6 separate regions of the Mus musculus genome follow, and all the other regions are linked to region 3. A link is a contact called in public Hi-C, HiChIP or PLAC-seq and promoter capture Hi-C data. All regions are on one chromosome and are shown on one strand. Each heading gives the region's core, a stretch centred on a gene start, on an enhancer-like site or on the middle of the called end of the contact. The rest is flanking DNA. Distances are from core to core; before and after follow the strand shown. Region 1 has its middle 36 kb from the start of Gm32865. Region 2 holds the start of Jam2 (junction adhesion molecule 2). Region 3 holds the start of Adamts1 (a disintegrin-like and metallopeptidase (reprolysin type) with thrombospondin type 1 motif, 1). Region 4 overlaps Gm32624 (predicted gene, 32624). Region 5 overlaps Gm38477 (a long non-coding RNA gene). Region 6 holds the start of Mrpl39 (mitochondrial ribosomal protein L39).

The links. Hi-C and Micro-C count contacts between places; a contact is called where the count stands out from the background. HiChIP or PLAC-seq counts read pairs in DNA pulled down with a chosen protein or histone mark. Capture Hi-C pulls out chosen DNA fragments and counts their contacts.
Region 1: a Hi-C map of uterus shows a contact between it and region 3, with 6 times the contacts expected there. The contact joins the enhancer-like site here to the promoter of Adamts1 in region 3. A contact is called at or near these places in 13 of 39 promoter capture datasets (the 3T3-L1 cell line, 3T3-L1-derived adipocytes, the C10 cell line and 6 more), 7 of 484 Hi-C or Micro-C datasets (adipose-derived mesenchymal stem cells, cortical neurons, epidermal suprabasal cells and 2 more), 5 of 115 datasets of contacts at active chromatin or transcription factors (the NIH/3T3 cell line, astrocytes, embryonic forebrain and 2 more) and 1 of 9 other capture datasets (embryonic stem cells).
Region 2: a contact with region 3 is called in a promoter capture Hi-C map of adipose tissue, with 3 times the contacts expected there. The contact joins the promoter of Jam2 here to the promoter of Adamts1 in region 3. A contact is called at or near these places in 3 of 39 promoter capture datasets (cranial neural crest, embryonic stem cells and hippocampal neurons), 1 of 115 datasets of contacts at active chromatin or transcription factors (astrocytes) and 1 of 9 other capture datasets (adipose tissue).
Region 4: a contact with region 3 is called in an H3K27ac HiChIP or PLAC-seq map of VIP interneurons, with 24 times the contacts expected there. The contact joins the enhancer-like site here to the promoter of Adamts1 in region 3. A contact is called at or near these places in 7 of 39 promoter capture datasets (the 3T3-L1 cell line, the C10 cell line, cranial neural crest and 3 more), 1 of 15 datasets of contacts at CTCF or cohesin (the NIH/3T3 cell line), 13 of 115 datasets of contacts at active chromatin or transcription factors (VIP interneurons, craniofacial prominence, differentiating embryonic stem cells and 9 more) and 2 of 9 other capture datasets (embryonic stem cells and liver).
Region 5: a Hi-C map of cortical neurons shows a contact between it and region 3, with 9 times the contacts expected there. The contact joins the enhancer-like site here to the promoter of Adamts1 in region 3. A contact is called at or near these places in 10 of 39 promoter capture datasets (the 3T3-L1 cell line, 3T3-L1-derived adipocytes, the SN4741 cell line and 6 more), 10 of 484 Hi-C or Micro-C datasets (adipose-derived mesenchymal stem cells, cerebral cortex, cortical neurons and 3 more) and 9 of 115 datasets of contacts at active chromatin or transcription factors (the NIH/3T3 cell line, astrocytes, cardiomyocytes and 6 more).
Region 6: a contact with region 3 is called in a Hi-C map of cerebellum, with 3 times the contacts expected there. The contact joins the promoter of Mrpl39 here to the promoter of Adamts1 in region 3. A contact is called at or near these places in 5 of 39 promoter capture datasets (cranial neural crest, embryonic stem cells, hippocampal neurons and 2 more), 6 of 484 Hi-C or Micro-C datasets (cerebellar granule neurons, cerebellum, forebrain and 3 more), 6 of 115 datasets of contacts at active chromatin or transcription factors (astrocytes, embryonic forebrain, embryonic limb bud and 3 more) and 1 of 9 other capture datasets (embryonic stem cells).

The regions. Positions count from the first base shown.
Region 1 is chr16:87,090,675-87,093,584 of GRCm38.p6, forward strand. No RefSeq gene overlaps it. Among named protein-coding and RNA genes, the nearest start is that of Gm32865, 36 kb to the right of the region's middle. Within about 2 kb of position 1,422, at least 12 of the 459 cell types and tissues checked have an H3K27ac peak or open chromatin away from gene starts, as enhancers often do. A contact at or near this core is called in uterus, where this site is marked.
Region 2 is chr16:84,772,725-84,775,714 of GRCm38.p6, forward strand. It overlaps Jam2 (junction adhesion molecule 2), which reads left to right and starts at 1,399. Exons shown (of 10, transcript NM_023844.5): 1 at 1,399-1,829. The coding sequence starts at 1,763.
Region 3 is chr16:85,801,791-85,804,986 of GRCm38.p6, forward strand. Adamts1 (a disintegrin-like and metallopeptidase (reprolysin type) with thrombospondin type 1 motif, 1) reads right to left here and starts at 1,323. Exons shown (of 9, transcript NM_009621.5): 1 at 188-1,323. The coding sequence starts at 920.
Region 4 is chr16:86,858,050-86,861,083 of GRCm38.p6, forward strand. All of the region lies in intron 2 of Gm32624 (predicted gene, 32624), which reads left to right. Among named protein-coding and RNA genes, the nearest start is that of Gm32624, 43 kb to the left of the region's middle. Within about 2 kb of position 1,637, at least 1 of the 459 cell types and tissues checked has an H3K27ac peak or open chromatin away from gene starts, as enhancers often do. A contact at or near this core is called in VIP interneurons, where this site is marked.
Region 5 is chr16:87,022,474-87,025,388 of GRCm38.p6, forward strand. All of the region lies in intron 2 of Gm38477 (a long non-coding RNA gene), which reads right to left. Among named protein-coding and RNA genes, the nearest start is that of Gm38477, 25 kb to the right of the region's middle. Within about 2 kb of position 1,383, at least 11 of the 459 cell types and tissues checked have an H3K27ac peak or open chromatin away from gene starts, as enhancers often do. A contact at or near this core is called in cortical neurons, where this site is marked.
Region 6 is chr16:84,733,944-84,737,051 of GRCm38.p6, forward strand. Mrpl39 (mitochondrial ribosomal protein L39) reads right to left here and starts at 1,301. Exons shown (of 10, transcript NM_017404.5): 1 at 1,211-1,301; 2 at 464-670. The coding sequence starts at 1,274.

The DNA.
Region 1 (2,910 bases), core at 172-2,671, 1.3 Mb after region 3:
ACTAACCAGTACCCCGGAGCTCTTGACTCTAGCTGCATATGAATCAAAAGATGACCTAGTCGGCCATCACTGGAAAGAGAGGCCCATTGGACTTGCAAACTTTATATGCCCCAGTACAGGGGAACCCCAGGGCCAAAAAATGGGAATGGGTGGGTAGGGAAGTAGGGGGGAGGGTATGGGGGACTTTTGGGATAGCATTCTAAATGTAATTGAGGAAAATACATAATAATAAAAAATATTTTTAAAAAAGGGGCCTTAATACATTCAGAGAACACTCATACTTCAAAATGTATCTGGTTGTCTTGCTGAGGAAGCTGTGTTTGCACCACAGCCGTACTACTACTTAACAATGTTTGCAATCTCTGTCTTCTTTTGCAGGATGAATATAATGTGCATCGTGGGAAAATATAGACTGGTCAAAACTTTTGCAATAGTGTGGTACCTGACTTTCTGTAAGTTATTATCCAAAGCTCCACTGGGTTTTCTGAACACCAGAATAAGAATTAATTGTTCCTCCCCATCAATTTGTTTTTGGTCATCTAAGCTGCCTCAAAAATGTGTTATATTTATTCCCCCCTAAATAAGCAAAAGTTCAAATGTGAGTCATTTTTGCCAATAATGTCTTGATAATGTTTATTGAACACACACTAAAAGTCACATCCTAAAGGACTTGTGTATATTATAATGGCTTCATACCAGTCTTACAGAGTAAATTGGCCTTGTTACTGTCCTTTTACAGGGTAAACAATGCACACTCAATGGAAGTGAAATAATCTCAAAGTCATGGCTAAGGAGATGATCTGAAATTCAAGCCAATACTTTCAACTCCACAGCTTCCTCTTGGCACCACTGATGCTATCTCTATCTACTCTAATGTTTTTTCATGGACTATACTCTTGTCATAAGTGAGTGGCGATAAATTTATTTACCATTATCTCACTACAATCCTTATAGCAGCTATGAGATATCAGTATGGTAGATTATAGATATGGCATATTAATTGATTTTCTTTGAAATCAAACCCTTAGTGGTACTGAAATTAATGTGATAACTTGTTAGGACATACACCACTAGCAGGTGGCCTACAACATTAGTTTAATACATGTGAAAATTTAACTTTCCTTGTGGAGTAAACTATTTATCCTTCCTCTCCACAATCTCCCAAGTGTGGTTACCCATGGGCATTCCCAGGTCCATTACTTAACAGTTCAGTGTTGTCCTCTATTTGACGGCATTTACAACAATCTACAAATGGCAATGGGTTTGGATTTTGTTTTAATTATTTTTAAATCCTTTATTTATAATCATCTCCCTTGATCTCCTATGTAACCAACATTCCAAGAATTCAAAATGCATACTGCCCAGAAACTCTTTTAACTCATACATTCAAATGGCTCAAACTTTGTTGACTATCAGAGTCACCGCTAGAGGTGACTCATTTGCTTTCAGAGATTAGACATGGTCTCCTTTGGTGTTCTCTATGTGCAGGAAACAACCAGGGAGTATTTAGCAAAAGAACAAGGAAAGGTTGATGTTGCAACACAACTCACATGCCAACTCCAGCTGGGCTGGCAGAGAAACCAAGACTATTAAATTCAGGGGTGTTCTCTCTCCCTCCCTAATGAGCATCTGAGATTAATATAAGCTCTTGAAGAGCTGAGGGTTCACAGATTTCAAAATGCAACCCCCTACAAGTTTGAAAGGTGGACTCATAAATTACGTGCAAATAAAATTCTCACATTGTTAAAAGGAACTCTGCTTTTTTTTTTCTTTTTTTTTTTTTTTTTTTTTTTTTTACGCATTGCTTAGGCAAGCTGGAAAAACTGCAAGAAGAATGAAGGTGTGCGCTGCTAGGTCCCATGGAGCTTCTTGTCTCACTAGCTTCTCAACTCTGTAGGCAACTGTCACACTCATAGCACTGGCCTTGTTCAAGAAGCAACCATTATTGGGTTCTTTGTAGGGGTGATGCACAAGGTTTCTGTGATGCAACAGTCCCAATTGAACCTGGCCAGCTACGTGTGTCCTTCTCACCCAGTAGGTGACGAGGGGTAAGCAAACATTCTACCCTATCAGAGATGATGATGATGATGATAATCAATTTGTTTGGCTGGGTTTTACGGAGAAGAACCCAACCGTGAAATTCCCAAATTGGTAGACAATGGAAGAATTGGGAAATGTACAAAAATCGGCAGCGCAGAGTGCTGTAAAGCATAAATAATCATGGGTTAGAAAGAAGAAAAGAGCTAATGGAAGGACTATCACAGTATTTGACAAACCTGAAACTTGTGAGCAGTAAGAGTTTTACTTAGGTCAGTTGCTGGCAGAACCTCCCAAGGAACAGCCACATCAGATTCCTGTCAGCAAGCTCCTCCTGACAAGAGCAACAATGTCACAGTTTGGTGTCTGCAAACAGGATGGATTCCCAGGTGGGGTGGTCCGTGGACAGCCCTTCCTTTAGTCTCTGCTTCATTTTTTTTTTTTGGCCCTGTCTTTCCTTTGGGTAGGAACATTTCTGGGTTTAAAACCTTTGAGATGGGTGGGTGGCTCCAACCCTCAACTGGGGGCTGTGCCTATCTACTTGAGATGTAAATAAGTAGAATGATTGATTTTTTTGAAAAAAAAAAAAGAATAAAAAATAAATTTAAAAAAATGTTAGGATGCTCAGAGCTCCAGGGTACCAGAAGACCATCGTGTTCTTGCTGCTAAGAGAATGAGATGTCCTGTCTGTTTCAGTTGCCCCATAATGTGGCTCCATTTCATCAATCCAGGCACTTACTATGAATGAAAGTGTCACAGCCAATCCCATGTTACATTAACCTGGTAAGAAGTTGATTACAGCCTTCTTCATCTTGGATTCCATTTCAGATAATATTGAGAATTTTTGCATCAATATTCATAAGGGAAATTAGT
Region 2 (2,990 bases), core at 149-2,648, 1.0 Mb before region 3:
CTGAAGACCAGACAATGGCTTAGATGTGGGCTGCATGGATGTGTGGATCCTTGGCTCTGTATTTTATCTCACTTCAGGGCCCCAAAGACAGACTTGGGGTTCACTGGAACTCTACAATGTGGCTATATCGAATCAATCAATCAATCAATCAATATCTCTCCCTTTCTCTTCTCAGTTTTCACGACTAATTTGACTCTTTTAATTGGATTGTCAAGGACAATTGACTTAACCTGTCTCTGAGCACAGGCCTTAAGTCTTTTTTTTTTTTTTTTTTTTTTTTTGCCTTAAGTCTTAAGTTAGATGACACCCTTACTCCCTTACTGTTTGTGAGTTTGGGCTACCAGCTCCATTTTTGCCTTTTTTTTTTTTTTTTTTTTTAACTTTGCTTTTCTTGCCCTCAGGGGTCTTCTGTCCCCTCCCCTTCCCCATGAGGGCCAAAGCTTTCATCACTGTTGCCCAGGCAACAGTGGGGATGCCTCATTCCTCACAGCTCTGCATATCTAAGTATATCTTAAGCCTTTGTCCGCAAGGCTGGCTCAATTCTTTGTAAGTGGTCCACCACTAAATCAGCCATCCTCTACACATAATTATTTATTATTTAGCTTTATTTAAAACGATTTTAAAAAATGTCTTCACCTGACAACGGCCTTTACACAGACGGGTCAATTTTCTTGAATGCCCCAGCCATCAGTTCTGGAGAGGAAATGTGAAAATCGCCTTTGCAAGTGCACGCTTCCGAAGTGCGGGTCAATTTTAAAGCACGCACTGGAGCATTCATAATGGATTTCCCTTTTAAAAGCACATGAGACCAAAAATAAACCTGACAAAAGGGCAGCTGTAGAGTTTTAACATGTGGAAAACTCCACAGGCGGCAGTTACATAACGGGGAAGAAACAAGATAAATATTTCACACCGTTAGATGAACTTCCAGATGACAACTAAGAAGCCAAGAGCCCAGAACACACCTTAACTCTCTAAGGGGTTGGGGGGACGGGGAGGACGGACTTGAAGCCAGAAGAGGCTAAGCCTGATGATAAAATCTGGGACCTGACTTGCAACTTGAGTGATGCCTTTGTCCCCCGCCCCCTCCGCCCCTCCCCACCCCCCCTTTCTAGAGGCAGGGGCTGAGCTCATGCCCCTATACTTTAAGAGCGCTTCGCCAGCGGTTTTGTCCGCTAGATAGAAATTTTCCAAAAAATATCTCCCACGCTAGGCAAAACACTGAAAAGGAAGTTTTTTTGCGCCAAGAGGAGAGACATGGCGAGACAGACCGAGCCACTACCGCTCCCAACACACACACACCCTGCCCATCCCACCCGGCTGCGCTCCTCCTGCCCCCAGCTCCTCGCCCTGGGGACAGCTGGCAGCCTAGCGCGGGACTAGACACAAAGCGGATCAGTCTGGGGGCGGGGGGCCGACCTGCAGGGTTCTCCCTCAAGAGGCTAGTCCTCTGCCGCCACTCGCTTAGGACCCTGCGGACACCGCGTCCCGCGTCCACGCCCTCCCCTCAACCCTCTTCCACCCTTCAAAAGAAGGACTGTCCCAGACACCACGTCCTAGGGCCAGAAGACCTGCCCCCACGACAGTCGCTGGAGACACCCCAGACCGGAGAGACTGACATCGGGACAGGACCCGCCCCTCTGCTTCCACCTCTCAGGGACCTCCTCTGCTCCGCCGCCGGGCGAAGTGCTGGGAGACCCAGCCGCCTGTCGCGCTCCTGCAGGGGGACCCTCAGCTAGGCAGCCAGCTGGCGCCCGCGTAGATGGCGAGGAGCCCCCAAGGCCTCCTGATGCTGCTGCTGCTACACTACTTGATCGTCGCCCTGGACTGTAAGTCTCTGGGGTAACAGTCCTTTCCACCCTCCGGTCTGGCTATACCAGCCTCCGGGACCCTCGCCTGCAGGCATGGCGCTCAGTGCTAGGGGGTCTGTCTCGGGGCGCCAGGCTTTGCAGTCTGGGAGCACGGAGGGTAATCTGGATGAGGGCAGGCTCTGGGCAGGGAGACTGAAGTCCTGTGCGTCTTGTAAATAGTGTTGGATCTGGGCAGTTAAGAATTGAAGAAAACAGACGATCCTCATCTCCTTGCAAAGTCCGAGGAAGTTTTCAAAGACACCGGGACGTGATCAGAATGCAAAACTCTCTAAGTATTCAAGATGCGAAGAGCCCAAGAAAGATGGCATCCGGGGTTGGCGAAGGCCACTCTTAAGTAGCTGCGGCTGAGGGATCAGTGGTTACGGTCCCAGCTGCCCCGGGCAAGGTGCTGGGTAAAGCACTTTAGAGGCGGTAGCGGGGTGAAATTAGCTGAGCCCCAGTAGCTTTTCGCCTTTACGCCTGCAAAACCGGCTTAGAGAAGTCTGTCCGCTCCAGCCAGCTGCCGTGTCCTCAGGGGATGTCCAGCCAGCGGGACTGGCTGTTAGGATTGTTAGAAAGGCGCAGGCGATGAATGAGCGAGCTGGCAGCTGGCATAGCTGCGGAGGCGTCCCAAAGCCAGTTTAGTTTCTCTGGGTACTTTGAAAGAGGATTTGCGCGGGTGCTGGCCTAATGTGATTTGAAATTTGATTTTTGTTTTCTTCGCGTTAACTTTTTAGGAAAAGGTAGGAAATTACTATCTATTTTTAAGTGAGGAAGTCCTTGTTGTTGTTGTTGTTGTTGTTGTTGATGATGATGATAAACACCCTCCCCCTCCCTGTTATCTTTTGTTCTGTTGGTTTCTTCACTAGGGAGGGGTAAATGTGTTATTGTTGAGGTTCAAGTTCTAGTCACAGTACTTAATAGTAGTTCAATTATTCTGCCCGACGAACGTCTTAACACTAACGCTGAGGCTTTTTCTCAGACCAAAGTGATGGGGGCTCACAAAACGATTTGCCGCTCAGAACCCGAACAGGGTGCCTGCTGACTCAGGGGGAGGTATATATCAAGCCAGGAAGTTGACATTCGCAATGAAATCTTTATGCATGCTGAAATATCAGCTGGTATCAAACGGAACACTTA
Region 3 (3,196 bases), core at 73-2,572:
TAACTATTCGGGCAAATAAGTGTTCTAGCAGAGTATGGTCACACTTTTTTTGGGGGGGGGAGCGGGAAGGTCACGACCCAGAACTTCAATTCACTGCAAGTCTGAGTCATTCGCATTTAGAGGCGATCTGGAGTGTGACCCCAAGTCACGCCTCGTAAAGACTGAGAGATGGGGGTCACTCTTATACCTGATGGCTTTCCCGCGTCCTGAGGCGTGGGGTCCCGCACAGGCCACTGGTTCCGGGTGTTCTGGCTCTCGGGTCGCGAGTCGCTGGTTGGCAGGGTCTCGTCGTCCATGACGCCGCACTTGGCGCCGCCACTGCCCCGCCGCCTTCGCCTCAGGATGTGGAACTGCGGCCGTGCGGATGACTCCTCCTCGGGCACGGCAGGGGCCAGGCGCTCGGTGGCCACTCCAGGCGCTGGCTGAATGAAGAACTCCTCTCCTTGTAGGTAGAAGGCACCACGCACACCTTCACAGAGGCTGAGGGCTGCGGCAGAGCCGGGATCACCGTTCACCGTGCCAGAGTAGAAGCAGTGAGCCAGGTCCCCGGTGGGGTCCAGATGTTGTGCCTCGGACCCGGGACTGCGCCCCACAGTCTGCAGGGTGAAGCCAGGCGCCAAGAAACCGCTGTCCGGCTGCAACTTCAGATGTAGCTGCTGGCCAAAGGCGTCCAGACGAAGGCGTGTGGTGGTGGAATCGTGGCCCGGGGCGCGCTCCAGCGAGGGCAGGACCAGCTCCTCATCTTCCTCCGTGGGGCGCCCGTGTGCGCCCCGCGCACATAGCAGCATTGTTATGGAAGCGAGGAGCAGCAACAGCATGTGTGCGGACAGAGAGCCCCGAGATCTCGCTGCCCGCTGGACGTCCCCCATGTCGGAGCAGGGCTTCTGCTTGCGTGACCCCAAAGGGACTTTTGGCTGCATGGCACCGCACCCTGCACCGCAGAGAACTCTTGGTCTGGATAGACGTTTAGACGCGTAGAGCTTCGCTGGCCTGCTCCTGATGCTTAAAATTCACGATCACTTTGATGGGAAAGTTCGTGCAGAGCTAGCACCCGAAGCTCCGGGTCACTTAGAAAGATTCTGCACTGGCGCGCGGGAATTTTTTCATTCCAGCACCGAGTTGGTGGCTCCGCACTGCTGGCTGCTGCAGGACCTAGAAGCGCCCCCGGAGCTGGGGAACAAGTCCAGAATAGGAGCCTGGACTCTTCGTCCTCCGCCTTGGCCCCGATTTGACTCGATCTGAGCAAGGATCTGCTCTCTCCGCCGGGCTGTGCGCTCTGGCCTTGCGATAGCACCTAGCTCGGAGCTGCTTTCTAGCGAGTGCAAGGACCAGGCAGCCCCGGCCGCCCCTTTATAGCCACATAGGAGCCCCTCCTTCCCCCAACACTGCGACACCGCCCCCTGAGCTCAGTCGGTGCTAAACCGAGCTCTGCGCCTCGGGGCCTGAAGGGGGAGGGGGCAGCCTCCGCCCTGGCCTCACGCCACAGCTCGTCACTCTGGGGGTGTAAGACGCCGAAACAGCGCTGGGACCAGCACTTTGTACAGCGCTGGCTGCTCTGGGGAAAAGAGTGAACCTTTAACTTCATCTCTCGGCTGCTGATTCCCGGACCACCCTGCTTCCTGTCGCCCTTCCTGTGCCCCGGCTGGGCTGCAGTTTCCAAGAAAGAGGGTCGAATTGAAAAGATTCCTCAACATTCCTTTTCTCCCCTAGTCAGAGCCTCTTCTGCCCCAAAGTGGGCTATTAGCTACAGCTGCCTTTTCTTAAAAAGCACCCTACTTTTCCGTCTCGTCTACGTTTCCATGGGCACCATGGCTAAAGCGTCCTTCTCTTTACCCCAGCTTTTCTTGGGCAAAGTGTTGATTCTGCGCTTCTCAGGAAGAGAAAAGAAAGAGAGAGGAAGAGAGAGAGAGAGAGAGAGAGAGAGAGAGTGTGTGTGTGTGTGTGTGTGTGGTGGTGGTGGTGGTGGTTCATAGAGCACCTCTCCAACTCTGGATTCTAAAAATCCACGTGGAACGACCTTAACAGTTTCCTCAAGTCCTACCTAGAGACCTCTGGGGTGGGGGGTGGGGGTGGGGCGATGTGTGTGTGTGTGTGTGTGTGTGTGTGTGTGTGTGTATCTTGGCTTTTTCCAGAATAGTCTATCTGGAACCAGCTTTAGTTCCCTAGAGACAAAAAAAAAAAAAAAAAAAAAAAAAAAAGGGATTTCTGCTTTCTCTTCTTCATTGGAGAAGCAACTCCCTTCTAGTCTGCGTTCTTCCAAAATCTTAACAGCAGCTGCTGCAGGCCGCAGGCCAGGCGGACAGATGCATCTAAGATTCCCCACTTCAGTATCAAGTCCAAAGCGGCGGCGGGGGGGAACGGTGTGGGGGGAAGGAGGGTTGGGTGATGGGGTGGAAGGAAACCGAGTTCCCCTCCCCCCCCCTCCCCGCTTCCTACCGGGAAGGGAAAGGCAGCATCCGCGTTACGAAAGTCACAAAAGCTGAGCCCTTCCAACCCCGGCCCCTAAGAAAAAGTCGAGAGAGGCTCCTGAACTGAGAAAGAGGGAGGGGTTCTGTGACCCAGAGGAAGGAAATAGTTCACAATGCTCTCACTGGCGGAAAGGCATTAGGACAAGCTTGAGAACCACAGCCCAAGTCCTCAGGCAGACCCGCGCGCTCACACCAGCTAGCTCTTGCTCCCTGCCCTGCCCAGTTCTGGGCTCCCGACTTGCTGCCCCACCCCCAACTGCTGCTCCGGTTGGCTCTTGGTTAATCCTTTGCTCCTCCCCAGATCTTCCTAAATTTGTGGGCCTCAGACAGTCCCTTGCAATCTTCCAAAGGTTTCTGGCAGACACTTTCCCAGGGTTCTAGATAGTCTTCATGAAAACAAACAAAAACTTTGTTTCCCACACCAGGGAATATCGAATTAAAAGAAGAAGAAGGAGGAGGACGAGGAGGAGGAGGAGGAGGAGGAGGAGGAGGAGGAGGAGGAGGAGTGACTGGGAGAAACAAGACTACCCCAACCTCCAACCTCCAAGCTCTTAACAACTTCCTGGTGATTGCACTCATCCGAGGAGTCCGCTCTCAAATTTTGGTTTCTTAAAATCACACTGATAGCTGAACTAAACACATCAAGCAACCTTGCTCTTCCACCAGGGAACTTTGATGTTGTTCGTCTTCCTTCCTTTCTGTTTCTTCATCTTTCTTCAGCTCTTCTT
Region 4 (3,034 bases), core at 387-2,886, 1.1 Mb after region 3:
CCTAGTAACCGCTCTTGCTTGTCTTCTTCTAGTTGCTGTGTCTTCATACTCTGTACTTTTGTACACAGCTCAGCAGAAGCTCCTTAATGTAGCATCTATTTTGTGGAGACCTGATACTTGAATGTTCTAACCTCTACTCTTTGCTTTGTTGGTCCCCTGAACATAATATATTAGTCATTAATCTTCCTTGTAAAACTGAGAGTAAAGTCATAGTCTGAGAAGTCTAGGTATTGCTGTGTTTAATTTATATTAAAACTTATGTACTAATATTGATATTAAATGATCAGTCACTTGGAAAAGACATATTATCCTAGGTCTTAGCATCAAGTACATTTCTCTACACTCCATTCCTCTGGCCTTAAGAGCCCAGATTTGCCTTGCTTTCAGACTTAGCACATGCTATCGTCTGTGTCTGGAATCCACTCAATGTCCTTATTTAGTCCTTGAGCTCTCTGTGTACCCAAAGTAATTCAAGAAATGAGCCTTTGAACTGTAGAAATTCTGTGTCTTCCTGGTCCACTAGATGACCAGCTCTGGATAATTCCTCCAAATGACCTTCATGTTTCATCAAAAAGATCTCACTTACATTTAGTAGTTCCCTTTCTTATTTGTATATTATTTATAGTTTATTGGAAAGAAGCTGAAAATAAACAATATATGGACATAAAAGTTTTCTTTATTTTTAAGAAAATCCAATACCTGTAAGCAAAGAAATATTGAACATTTACTAAGTGAAATAATTACATTATTGAGGGATGATGAATTCATTAAGTCATAAATGTCTGTTGAACCAATTTCCACTGCTTTGAAATCACACTAATTTTAAATTGCACAGGAGAAAGCCATGTGATTGATGAAATATGTAGCTGATGCCAACAAAAATTATAATTTATACCTAAAGATAACATGTCATCATTAAAACAGCTATTCATTATCTCTCAATAATTTATTGACTTCTTTGCTTTGCCCTAAGTGTTATATTTTTCCAACAATTCACTTTTCATTCTTTGTAAGTTGAAATCAGCCATGTCTTTTTCACAAATCGGTAATTCCCTTCTGTTCAATTTCTATTTGGCTCAGCTTTGATAATTTGATTATACTTTGCCTTTACTTTTCAACACATAGAAGAAACTAATGTTTGCAATCACCCACATGTAAATGTGTACATATCTAGACATCTTAATTAAATTACAATCATCTAAGAGACAGATTATAGCACATGACTGTCTCTGAATTCTTAACAATGTTGAGAATATTTTGTATATAACAGGCATTGTTCTTGAATGTCTGAATCATATACTGAATTGCATTTTCATATCTAAGTTTAAAGACTAATATGTACCTTTTAGTCTTTTTCAAAATTTCCTGGAAGCAATTGTGTATCCTTGAATATTTTTCAACTAGTAGAATATTAAATATCCTTAATATCTTGTATCAATTAACTATATTACCAAAACAACCAAAACAGCTTCAAGGATATAACCAATACACCAGAAGAATTTAACTAATTGAGGATGCTGTTCTTCATTTTGGTATTTACTGTGAAACAAGCAGGGAAGCACTTGCACAGTGCTGATGATCATGGAATTTATATTAACTGTGCTGGACAGGCTTCAAGGTTGTCTGGGTTGTATCCAAGCAGTACAAACTCATGGCTATCATGGATTCAGGACACCAGGGTTGTACTTCTGTGTCCAACATCTAGTATAATCAAATGGAATGCAGCACTGAAATATGAAATCCAATGTCTCAGCTAAATCAGCATTCAAGTTGGCAATTTATTCTATGCAGCATGTTCAGAATTGAGGAATTTTAAATTGTCTAGACCATACTTCAGACAATGAGCCACAAACCCCAATTCAGAAAATTCTGTGGTTGCATAACAAATTTCTTCTCTCAGAGTCAATGAAGAAAAGTACTAGAATAATAAATATCTATACAGTCAGACCTCATCATATAAAGTTTGCCCATAACCATATACTATTACAAACAGCCAAATGCAAAGGGTACTAAAACCTCTAAGAGCAATCACACAGAGTACATAAAACCACCAGTTAATAGCAGTATTATTATGCAGCAATGGTTCATTAACTATATGCCAACTCTCAAATATTGCTAAACAGAAAGTAAGTAAACAGTTTAACATGTTTGTTTATTGAAGAATTCTCAGTTTTATAAATAAATGTCATTACTCTAAAAAATGGGCCCAATAATTTTACATATAAATATGCATATACATATACTTCTATGAAGCTGATGAAAATAATGTGCTATTTTTATGTTCTTTAATGAACAGTTGAAATAATTCTTTTATGTAACTCACTAAATATTTTTACCTCTAGTATATCAGAAAATGGCATGTCCATGTCACTAAATGTTCTGTTCAGATTGATTATGACAGTCAGAGCTAAAGGGCCTCATAATTAATAAAGACCTGACTCAAAGATTAAAAAAATAAATAAATTGACAAATTATTTCCCAGTGGAAGAACAGAGCAGTAGGACTCCTCTTGCTTTGCTAAGAAAAAAATTGTGAACAACAATTTATTCAAAGAAGCAAGCTCAAATTACAAACACACACACACACACACACACACACACACACACACACACACACAACTGTTAATAAACTGTACTTTAATTCAATGGCAATGCGAATGAAATTTTTTCACCACCATTCTTAACATGAAATGGTATGATTGCATGACTATCTAGATATGAGGCTGTATATGGTATAGACAAATAAAACATAATAATTTTCTATAATGATGGCTATAGTTATTTGATTTCTCAAAATCATACCACAGAAGGAAACACTCTCTTCAATGAATTTTTTTTCATTTACTTTCAACAGTGGAACACTTAAGACAGAGTCTTCTTCCAAGAAGCATTACTTAATGACTTTTAAAAATAGAAAGGAAAAATAACTGTCTAGTTAGAATCAATTTGCTTGTATGCAGTGTGCATTAGGAAAGAAATGATGCTGAAATGTTGGATTAAGCACTTAGTGATCCATTCATAGAGCATGAACTGCA
Region 5 (2,915 bases), core at 133-2,632, 1.2 Mb after region 3:
GAGTAGGAATCTAGTAGCTTCTAGCTTGGACAAAGAGGTGAGAGTCTAACCTACTCATCCCAAACTCCATGAAACCAATAGTCACACAGAAGTTCTAAAATAACCAGAAGGAATACTTCTAAATAAAGGGAAATCTGAAGTAAAATAGTAAAATATTCAGGTTTAGAGAAAATATCCAAAGGATCCAAGTGAAAGAGATGGGATGGTGATCATGGTTCAGGGCCATAGGAAGCATAGAGGTAAACAGTAGTCTTCTGAGGTTTAAGAGAAACAGACTAATTCAATCTCTCTCTTTTATCTTAACCAATCAAAAAACACAGCAGCAAAATTTTAATGTTCCTTTTACAGACACCAGTTATGAGAAAGAGCAGAAACAGAATTCCCCAAATGGCAGTCCCAATTCAGTTCACTCTCAACATTACAAAGAGAGATTCTCTACCATATGAGTTAAGCAAGGACAGCACATACCACTGGAAAGGTTTGATGGTTATAGGGTTAATTCTGCAGCTTGAAGATTCTATGCCCCATTATAGGGGAATACTAGGGCCAGGAAGTGGAAGTGGGTAGGCTGGGGAGCAGGGGGAGGAGGAGGGTATAGGGGAGGAAACTAAGAAAGGAGATAGTATTTGAAATGTAAATGAAAAAAACATCTAATTAAAAAAATAATTCTGTAGCTTTTTCTAGTGTTGACTGCTACTATAAGTAATTAAATTAACTTCATTAAGTTCACCTTACATGTGCATTTTAAATTTTTTGTGTTAAATGAAATACTGAAGCATTATAGACTCCAATATAGCTCTTAGAATGTGAAAGGCATATAATTCATATCTGTTTTTTTTTTCAGAAAGTTATTTTCAAAATAAAAACATTTCCTATTGTATACACAATGGACTTTCTGTCACCTGTTGAAAAGTGACACTGAAAACCACATCAACTCCACTTTGTGAAGAGGATGCTGCCAGGAGAAGAGAAGGCACTGCCAGGAAAAGAGATTATAGTTCCAGTTTCCTTCTAACAGAGCTCAGGTACAAAGAGGATCCTTCCAGTCCAGTTTCTCCCTTGTTCATATCTTGACACAAAAGTTCACAACGTTTCTTCTCTGTCCCAGAAACATCTTTGAGCAGAGAACACTATGTATCACACAAAATGTCACACTGACACCATTCTAACTGGAAACTACACATTTCTGAAACTTCCTGAAGTCCCATGTTCCCTTTGATAGGGCTATGTCCAAAATTTACTGTCCTCTGGAAAATATTAAGAGGCCACAAATTTGCTCTGATGACATTCTGTGGCTGAGAAATGTCTTTAGAGACACAATTCTAGAGTTCTCAAAGAGCCAAGATTCTCATCCTTGGGAATTTGTCAGCACCCAAAGCTGTGTATCTAGGCAACCATGAGATAAAACAAGAGGCTGGATATAGAGCAACAAAGAAATGTTATGAATTTAAGAATCAGCAAAACACTCATCCTATGATCTAGTTGTCTAGTCTCCCTTCTTTCTGTATGGCAATGATTAACCAGAACATTCATGAATGAGACAGTGAATTTATCATCTTCTGATTCCTGTCCTTTTCATTTCTCCTCATGCCCAATGTCCATTCCAGATCTGTCATTTGTGTCATCTGGCCAAGCTTAGAAATAGTGTCTTCCACCCTTGTTGTTATGCCAGTGCTATGCCCACAGAACTCCCTCTGCTCAGCACAGCTCATCTCTTTAACAGAACAGGTGTTCCTTAGAGTCCACAGAACCCAAAAATGTCAACAAGCTGAAGAGCCCACTGGGGAGAGAGAAGAAAGCAACCATAATGGGGGAGGGAGAGAGGGACCTGGGAGGGAAAGCAGACAGGGGAGAGGAGAGGGGAATGTGATATGATATTGAGTGGGGGAAAAAAGGACTAAAGCCCTGAGGGTCAGCAGAAAGAATGGAAACAGGCAACCTCAGGAGGTAGGAGCTTAGGGGGGACCCTCCAGAATTCACCAGAGACCTGGGAGGTGAGAGACTCTCAGGACTTAAAGAGAGGGACCCTAGATGAAATGCCCTACAGTAGCAAGAGGGAACTTGTAGAGCCCATCTCCAGCAGGAAGACAGGACATCAAGTAAGGGAATAGGGCTGCTATCCCACAGTTACAACTCTGATCCATAAGTGTTCCTGTCTGAAAGAACTGCAGGGATGGAAATGGAGAAAAGCCTGAGGAAAAAAAGGTCCAGCAACAGGCCCAAAGTGGAATCCAGCTCAAGTGGAGGCCCCAAGGCCTGACACAATTACTGAGGCTATGGAGTGCTCACAAAAAGGGACCTAGTATGACTGCACTCTGAAAGACCCAAAAAGCAACTGAAAGAGTCAGATGCAGATATTTGCACCCAACCAATGGACAGAAGCTGCTGACCCCTGTAGTTAAATAAGGGAAAAGCTGAAAGAAGCTGAGGCAGAGGGTGACCCTGTAGGAGGGCCAGCAGTGTCAATTACCTGGACTCCTGAGATCTCTCAGATACTGGACCACCATCCAGGCAGCATGCACCAACTGATATGAGGCCCCCAACACATATACAGCACAGGACTGCCATGTCTGTGTTTAGTCAGAGATGATGCACCTAACCCTCAAGAGACTGGAGGCCCCAGGGACTTTAGACGTCTGGTGGCAGGGGAGGCATCCTTGTGGAAACAGGAGGGTGGGGAGGCTGTATGGGATGTAGAACATTCAGAGGGTAGACCAGGATGGGAATAAAATCCAGAGTGGAAGAAGAAGAAAAACATTAATATTAATAACAAAGATACATTATCTGAAAAGGCAAGTGACTTAGAGCTACACACAGCATGCTCACCCTGCCCAAGGCCCATTGTGCCCTAAAGGAAGAGCTTGCTGGTCCATACGAATGAATTTGCAGTGTTGAGAGGTAGATTACCATATGTC
Region 6 (3,108 bases), core at 51-2,550, 1.1 Mb before region 3:
CAAAACAATTAACGTCAGCATTCACTATACTTATGTTTCCATTCACACATTTAGTACCTATACTAGATAAAACCACAACATGGGACAAGTAGGAAGGAGATGAGACATATACTCGGGGGGAAAAAAAAAACTAAAAAGATAAAGGTAGAATAAATGAAAACTCAAGAAAAAAACAAACCAAAACAAACCAAAAAAACAACCCTCAAAATACTTTAATGAGACCTGCTAGATAAATGCTCCCAGAACATGCATATTACATAGTCATATTCAGACAAACTAGGGAGACAACCTGTACAGCAGAGAAATGCTACGATACCCACCGTACCCACAAAACAAAGGGGACAGTGGGTGGCAAAATGGCTGCAAATAAATTCTACAGCTTCGCCAAGTAATGACAGCATGTTCCCCTCTGCAGTGCTCTGCACAGCGCGTGTAAAATGGTCAACATTGTTCTGCTGCTTACGCATGGCACAACTGTAAGGGGTTGAGATGTTTTTATTCATCACGAAGACAGTGCCGGGATCAGTTTTCCCAACATGCTTAACTTCGATCTTCTCCGTTCGGGGGGTTAACGATAACTGCCTGCTTTTCTCTCTGTTAAACAGATCATTCCGCATTTCTGTCAGCTCCGTGGGTGACAGCTCGGCAGCTGGCGACGTCGCTATAAATCCTATTAAGAAAGCAAAGTACGTAGTTTACTCTGGACCTGTAACAAGTATTGAAAACGGTAGAATTTTGCAGAACATAAGTCAAAAATTCGACTGAGGCAAACTTGAACCACTTTATAATGTTAATAATTTAGGATCCAACAACGAAAAAACAAAAAACAAAAACGCTGGGCTCTGATTTACTCTCACATCACCACCGATTTCCTCAGTGGCGTCCTAAAACCAGACTCGATTGGGAAGGAGAGCAAAGTTGTAGTTGGAAACGGTCTGGAGGGGAGGAGAACGCTCCAGGAAGGCGGAATCCCCGTGTCCAAACGATCAATAGCTAGCATGAGAAATGCTGAACTTTTCTTCCACACCCCAAAGCAAGGGACTTGGCTAGGCAAGCGCGAGTCCTCACTCCCTGGGAGATGGGGACATGTTTGCCGAAGACTGGGGCTCCTAAAACCCCCCACAAGAGCCGCCCATGCCCGCATCCCTTCTCTTTCCCTGATTCCTGCACCCCAGATTGTCTTCCCACACCGGGAACACAAAAAACTCACTCCAGCGAGCCCCGCCGCCCGCGCCGGGCCGCCGAAGAACCAGCCTTCCCACCGCGGTAGCCATGGCTTCCCGAAGTAGCCAAGGTAGCTCGGCGTCCCGGTCCTTCTCGTCCCTCTTCCCCCGGAAACGCGGAACCCGCGGCGGAGGTTCCGTAGGACTGATCAGCTCGGGACCGGATGCTAGGAGCGCGCCGAGCCACGCGGGGGCGCATGCGCGCCTCTCCTTGGATGGCTCACCCTTGGCCGCGCTGCGAGTCTTGTCCTTGGCTCGGGGACGACCGGCTGCCCTGAGGAGTCGCAGAAGTGTCTATTGGACAGAGGAGTCACACAGGCGCCTTTGTCTCACGAGGGTTCCAGATTCCCGGCAGAAAAAAATTAGAGGAGGACTCTTTGCGTTACGTCTTTGACAGTCTGGCCAGCCACGCCGGGTACAACTCTAGAGGGTGGAAATAAAAGAGGTTTGCAAAAGTGAGTTTCAGGTCGGCTGCAGTGGGGCTGAACCCGGTTCACCGTTTAGTCGGCCACGTTCCTGGGCTCTTGGAAACACGTCGTGTTGATTTTGCAAAGAACGTCCTAGAACTCTTTTCCGAATGATCTAGGCACGACTGCACGGAGTAACCGGGAATCTGTGTCTCGTCCCTGGATGTATCCCAGAAACGCAAACCGTGCTTGGCAGCTCAGCAAATATTTGTTATGACGGTTGGTAAAAACACACTGCTACATCTAACGCCTTTGTGGTGCCAGCACGTTCCCGTTGGAGCAGCATTCTTTACTTCTGCAAAGCTGAACCAATGAACCAATATAGTTTTATAAATTTAGTCAGGAATTTTCACATGATCCCTACTTTTAACTTGTGGTGGAGCACACACTGCCACCAGGCGGAAGGGTAAGCTCGGTCACAAATGCTATGTTTTATGCCACACAAATGTGCTGTCTCCTTGGCCCAAATAATACATGTTTACAATTGCATAGGGAAAGTGTTAAGACCTTTCCTCATCTTTAAGGCAAGACATGTAAGTATAAATTTGGATTCAACCATTCAATATTGTACTGGCCTATCTCATGTAAAGTCCTCGGCCGAGAATAGTGACTGATGCCTGCAATCCCTCCTCAAGAAGGCTTAGGTAGGAGCTGGAGAAGCCTTTAGCTACTTAACACACCTTTTCCTAACAATAGAAGTTCTAAATCAACTCTGGAAAAGTGTGCGCGCGTGTGAGCGTGCATGTGTGTTTCTTCCTTAAATGTTCTATGGTTCCCCTGAAAGCTTTCAGCTTCACAGCTTTTAGAGATTGTGTCCATTTCACCCCACCCCGAAAACTATAGTTCACGGCCACATTTAAAACAATCCTCTGGACGTTAGCTTGAGAAAAATTAATCATAAGCACATCTGCACACAGCTGATTGGAGCGTCTACTATCGCAGAAAGTAATTTTGCTGGAAGGATGCCACAGGTGATACTGACCAACAAGTACTGAATATATGCTAATTATAAAACTGTTTATTAACCCACACAACTGCCTTGAATGTCTGCCAAGCAACGTTTGGAGAGTTGGAGAGACCTACCCAAGATAGACTTTTGACCAAGAGTTCCTTCAAAATATGTATAATTTTTTTCCTGCATACCTGTCTATGCTTGCCTGGTGCTAGAGAAGGTCGGAAGAGGGCATCAGATCCCTTGGAAATGAAGTTACAGATGGTTTTGCGCTGCAAGAACAACTGAGCCACTCCTCCTCCTCCTCCTCCTCCTCCTCCTCCTCCTCCTCCTCCCCCCTCCTCCTCCTCCTTCTCTCCCTCCTCCTCCTCTTAGAGACAGGAGTAAAGTCCAAGCTAGCCTTGAACTCAGGATCTGCCCACTTCTGCCTGCTGAGTGCTAAGTCTAAAGGCGTGTACCACCAACC